Linked DNA regions of Pan troglodytes: region 1 is linked to region 2. Evidence: chromatin contacts called from public HiChIP or PLAC-seq data. All regions are on one chromosome and are shown on one strand. Each heading gives the region's core, a stretch centred on a gene start, on an enhancer-like site or on the middle of the called end of the contact. The rest is flanking DNA. Distances are from core to core; before and after follow the strand shown. Region 1 holds the start of LOC134809237. Region 2 holds the start of PRDM15 (PR/SET domain 15).

What was found. HiChIP or PLAC-seq counts read pairs in DNA pulled down with a chosen protein or histone mark.
Region 1: an H3K4me3 HiChIP or PLAC-seq map of stem cell-derived excitatory neurons shows a contact between it and region 2, with 2.9 times the contacts expected there. The contact joins the promoter of LOC134809237 here to the promoter of PRDM15 in region 2. A contact is called at or near these places in 1 of 7 Hi-C or Micro-C datasets (stem cell-derived neural progenitor cells) and 1 of 1 datasets of contacts at active chromatin or transcription factors (stem cell-derived excitatory neurons).

Annotation. Positions count from the first base shown.
Region 1 is chr22:42,671,871-42,674,570 of NHGRI_mPanTro3-v2.0_pri, forward strand. LOC134809237 reads left to right here and starts at 1,426. Exons shown (of 3, transcript XM_063803512.1): 1 at 1,426-1,716; 2 at 1,826-2,167. The coding sequence starts at 1,426. It overlaps ZBTB21 (zinc finger and BTB domain containing 21), which reads right to left. Exons shown (of 2, transcript XM_009434580.5): 1 at 2,350-2,700.
Region 2 is chr22:42,542,403-42,545,102 of NHGRI_mPanTro3-v2.0_pri, forward strand. PRDM15 (PR/SET domain 15) reads right to left here and starts at 1,379. Exons shown (of 24, transcript XM_016938572.3): 1 at 1,113-1,379.

The DNA of each region.
Region 1 (2,700 bases), core at 176-2,675, 130 kb after region 2:
AGACCTTGTGACTTTAATCACTACTGGACGATGATTCCCAAATCTGTATCTCTGTTTAGACTCTTGAGGCTCCAGCCTCTCAGGTACCTACTGAACGGTTCCATCACAGTATATCCTCAGGTCCAGCATGGTACTTAAACTCCACACCTCTCGTCCCTGCTCCCACATCTGTTTGTCCTCACATATTCCCGATTTACTTTAGTGTGTTGCCAGCCCCTAAAATTTCTTCTCTTTCCCTTATAGCCTATCACTGTGACCTGGTCAAACCTAGCTCTTAAATAGCTTATAATCTGCTCTCTCTACTTCCATTGGCTTTGCGGACAACTAAAACTGTCCCTTCGGCTGGGCGCAGTGGCTCATGCCTGTAATCCCAGCACTTTGGGAGGCCAAGTGGGGTGGATCACGAGGTCAGGAGATCTCAAGGCCATCCTGGTCAACAGGATGAAACCCCGTCTCTACAAAAAAAAAAAAAAAAAAAAAATTAGCTGGGCGATGTGGCGGACGCCTGTAATCCCGGCTACTCAGGAGGCTGAGGCAGGAGAATCGCTTGAACCAGGGAGGCGGAGGTTGCAGTGAGCCAAGATCACGCCATTGTACTCCAGCCTGGGGCAACAAGAGTGAAACTCTGTCAAAAAAAAAAAAAAAAGAAAAAAAAGAAAAAAAGAAAAGAAAAGAAAAAATTGTCCCTTTAATGATCTCATTTCCATCGAGAGACCTTCTTAATAACTTAACCCCAATTTTGTTATTTACAATTTTTCCTTCAGAGTGTACACATCTAATATTCAACAGTGTAAGTTCCTCGAGGGCAGGGGTTATATCTTCTTCAACTTCTATTTCAACAGAATGAAGCACATTATACTTTCAATAAATAGTGTTAAAAAGGAAAAATAAACAAAAAGTTACTTTTAAGTAAACCAGCACTTCAAATTTTGACTTTCTTTTTAACATCAATATTTAGGGGTGCTTAAATTTAAACTTAATGACTACTAGTCCTTAGAGATCATCATTTACTCCAAGTACACGAGGAAAGCTTTAAAAGATAATTTTCCATGAGAAATCTTTCTAAAATGGATTAACCCACTTTCTTGTCTTCTTAAACAAGGTATGAGGACCATAATGTAAGCTGCTTAATTGAGGACTCAGGGTCATCGTGTGAACAATCGCTGGACTATTTTGTAATACACGCGTGCCCTCGGAGGCTCGGTGCCAGGGCTGTGAGCGCTTGCACGAAAGGAAAAACCCCAGGCCGTGTGAAGTCTAACTTTCCCCGTCCTCTCGGTCAGGCAATCCCACAGGGGCACCTGTCTAAAAACACCCCGCCTCCGAACGCGCGCTCTTGCGGAATTCTCCTGAACCGTAGAGCCCTCGTGGCTGGGACCGCATAGCACCCGGGGGCAGAGTGCGAGCCCCCAGCGGCGTGCTAGGATGGAAAAGCAGGAGCCGCTGAGGATGGACTACGGGGCGTGTTCCCGAAAAGCCGGGAAGAGATGTGGCGGGGTCGCCGCGGGCGTCTCTAAGGCCGGCACGGGTGGCGTCTTGACTCCCTGCCCCTCCCGCCGCAGACCTCGGACGGGGGGAAGGGGGCTCCTCCAAGCGGGGAGACGGTCGCCGGCCGAGCAGCAGAGCTCCTGGCCAGCGGAGGGTGCTATGCTCTGCGGGACCGCCGGGAAGTCCCAGACAAGGTCTGCGGGGGCTCTGGAGGAAAAAAAACGCGCTGTGAGGTCCAGGCGTCCGCGGGAGGGGCCGGGGGCGGGGAGGGAGCGTCCAGCGGGCACCGAGCGGTCACGCTCCGGCCACCGGGCCGAGGACGGGGCGGCGGGGCTAGGTCCCGGACCGTGAAGGGAGCGGCGGGTCGCGGCAGGTGCGGGGTCCCCAAGGCCGCCGGCCAGCTTCCGCGCACACCCCGCGGCCCGGGCCGCCGGCCCCCAACCCCTGCCCGGAACAGGAGAACGCGCCCTTCTCCACGAGGCGTTTCAACCGCTCCGCGCGAGGGGCGCGCGCCTGGGCCAGGCGTGTCCCCTACCCCACGGGCAGCTCGGCCAGGGTGAGGAGTGAAGCCCGTGAGGGAATGGAGCATGCGCATTCGCGAGGGCGAGGCCAAGTGCTGGCAGGGAGCGTGCGCAGTGTGAAGGTACAATCGGCTACGTGGGAACCCGGGACATGCTCGGTGAGCGCCCAGGTCCCGCGCACGCGCAGAAGCGCTCGGAGCCCGCAACCCGCTGGTAGAGAAAAAAGAGGAGAGAAATCACCTCAGAGTTACGTCAGGAAAGGCCGCGTTTTGCGGGGAGGCTGTAGCCTCCCAAGGGGCCCCGCAGTTCTCCTAGAGCTAGGGGCGTGACAGTTACTCACCGGTCTTCAGTCTCGAGGCAGACGCCGGGCCCCTTTCCGCTCACACTCGGCTCGCGCGCGCCGCAGCCGCCTCTGCCGCTGTGATTCCATCCATCTTGAATTTGACGTCATCCCACACCAGGGATGAGGTCATCGCAGGCATCGCTCGTCACGTGCGCGGCACTCTGATTGGGCGCCGGGCGCCGGAGGGCGGGGCGGGGGGGGGGCTCGCGGCGCAGGGGGACGGGGGAGGGCGGGCCTGCCCGGAGCCGCGCGCCGAACGGACGCTGCCGCGCTGCAAGCCCGCGCTTTCGGTCCATGAGGGGAGCCTGCGGCGGCCGTTAGGGGAGGCGGCCGGGCTGGGGGCCACGG
Region 2 (2,700 bases), core at 129-2,628:
CAGGAACCAAGCTAGGTTCTCCAAATTCACTTGAGTCTGGCTTAAGCCAATGTGGTTTTTTTTAAAACGAGTGTTGGTAGCTTTAAATACACACACAGGTCCACGTGTCTCTGATCACACACTTGTTTCTACCGTTTTAAACTCCCTTTGGGGACTTGGGGGTGAGGGGCAATTTCTGAGCATTTGTGGGGGAAAAAACCATCCACTACATTAGGGGGTTAAGAAAGGTAAATGGGTGATAACTCTAACCACCAGATAGGAGTGTTTATTTCCATGAGTTTTCATTTCTATTTTCTCAAGGCTAACCCCTGCGTGAACACCTCCCCTCTAGCAGGACGCTGCGCGTGGCCCCCCGTCCCCACCTGTCCGCGCGAGGCGGGCCTCACCTGAGCGGCCGGGCACGCCCCGTCCCCGAACGGCCACCCACCCCGGGTAGGCACGCGTCACCTGTCCATCCACCTCGCTACCTTGTCTCTGCCACCAAAAGGCTTTACGAAAATAAGGCGCAGGGGGTCTGGGAGACCCCATCCCCAGGACTCAGCTTCTCTAAACGCGGGGTTGGGGGGTCCAGGGACCCTCCCGTGCGACGCGCATGGGCTGTACCCGAGGGCGGGGGATAACGACATCCCCTGGGGCCTCGGCGACGACGCCGCCCGGCGGCGGGGGCCGCGGGGCCGCGGGCAGGGGGCGGCGAAGACCCTGCGCCGCGCCCACGGGCGAGCGCGGCCCGGCAGCCCCGCGGTCCCGCGCTGGGCCTGGCCGCGGGCGGGCGGGGGGCGCGAGGCAGGGGACGGGGGCGCGGAGCCCGGCCAGGAGCGCCCGCGGCGGCGGGACCCGGCGGGCGGGCGGCGCGCAGGGCGATCCCGGAGCGGCTCCGGGAAATCCAGCCGGGTTTTGACTCCGATCGCCAACGGTGCCCGCAGCCGGCGAATGTAACAAAGAACAGTCGGCATGGCGGCTGGACCGGGGCGGCGCGCGGCTGCCGGGCGCGGGGGGCGGGGGGCAGCGGGCCCAGGGCGCGCCGGGGCTCGCGGGGGCAGCGGGTGCGGTCCGGGGCCGGCGGGGCGCACGCCGGGGCGGGCGGCGGGCGCAGGGCCCGGAGCTTTACCTGCCTTTGGAATGTGCAGAGCGGGATCGGATCCGGACTCCGGGTTGCGATCCGCTCCGGAAACTGCGCAGCACCGGAAGCCGGGGGGCGGCGGCGGGGCATGGCGGGACTTGTAGTCCGCGGGCGGGCGCGGGGGGCGCAGGCGAGACCCTGGCGCGGCCGGGGGTCCTGCGGGTGGGACTGCGGGGCGCGGGCGGCGTGGACGGGGCAGCGGGCGCGCGCGGGGCGGGTCTGGCCGGAGGGAATTCCGCGCGCGGCCCCCCTCCCACGTGGCACGGCCCTGCCGCCCACGCGCGCGGGCAGCTCCCTCTCCACCTCTCCTCGGACGCGTTTCTTGCGGAGTTGGGGAGTGGTGGCGGTGGGTGGGTCGAGTTTTTCTCTAGAACAGGCCTGGGACTTGCCCCCACTCACGGTGACCTCTGGATTTGGCCGGCGGGGCCCTGGGACACGAGCCCTGTGCCCGCGAGGGGAGTCTGGCCTGGCGGGCTCCGCCACGCTACGGGTGAGCACCGGGCCAGCCGCGGACCTGGCTCTCCATTCTTCCCCGGGGGCCTGTGTGGCCTCTCTTGACCCCCTCCGCCAAGTGTGTGTGCCATCACAAAACGTGAGACGGAGAAGGGACAGACTTTTCACCTTAGTCCTGGCCGCCCATATTCAGAGAGGCCGACTGTCTTGTTCATTGCTGCCTGGCAAAAACCTACATTCATAAAGAGAAGTGATGAACCGGGAAAAATGATTTTAAATTGATGCCACAAAAGGGCTCGTTTCCCTCATGTATGTGAAACTCTTGTGAACCAATAAAAATATATATGTATATAGAAAAATGAGCAAAGTGTATGGATGGACAGTTCGTAGGAAACTCAGTGGTTCTTAAGCATATGAGAAGCTATTCAACTACGCTGTAATAAGAGAAAAAAAGTCGCAGTGAGATCATTTTTATTAGATGAGCAAAGATTTTTAAAAACGTTTAATACAGCCTGGACAACATAGCCAGACCTTGTCTCTAAAAAACTTAGCTGGGCTCGGTGGCGCGTGCCCGTAGTCTCAGCTACTCAGGAGGCTGAGGCAGGAGGGTCACTTGAGTCCCACAGTTTGAGGCTGCAGTGAGCTGTGATCGTGTCACTGCACTCCAGCCTGGGCAACAGAGTGAGACCCTGTCTCAAACAAAAACAAACAAAAGAAAGTTTTAATAGCATAATTTTGAAGAAACTAGAGAAACAAGCTCCTTTACGGGTAGGAGAATAAATTAGCGTAGCTTCCATTCAGATATTTGTGGATATCCATAAAAATTCTAAATGCACATAGCCTTTGACCCACATGCAGGAATGATGCCAGAGACGGACTCGCTTGTATGAATGGCATATGTGATCATCACATTTGCTTACATACTACGTGCCATCCCATGGGAAGTGTTGGATGCACCTGGGCACATCCATAGGCTGCAACGCCGGGCAGCCGGAGACAGATTAAGCAAGTGTTGATCTGTGAAGGCTGGTTTCTCTGCCTGGCCCAGCATTCTACAGTGGCTTCCATGTTGCACTATAGTAGGCCATCCCATGGCCCCCCAGACCTTTCTGGAGCATCCCCGGCGT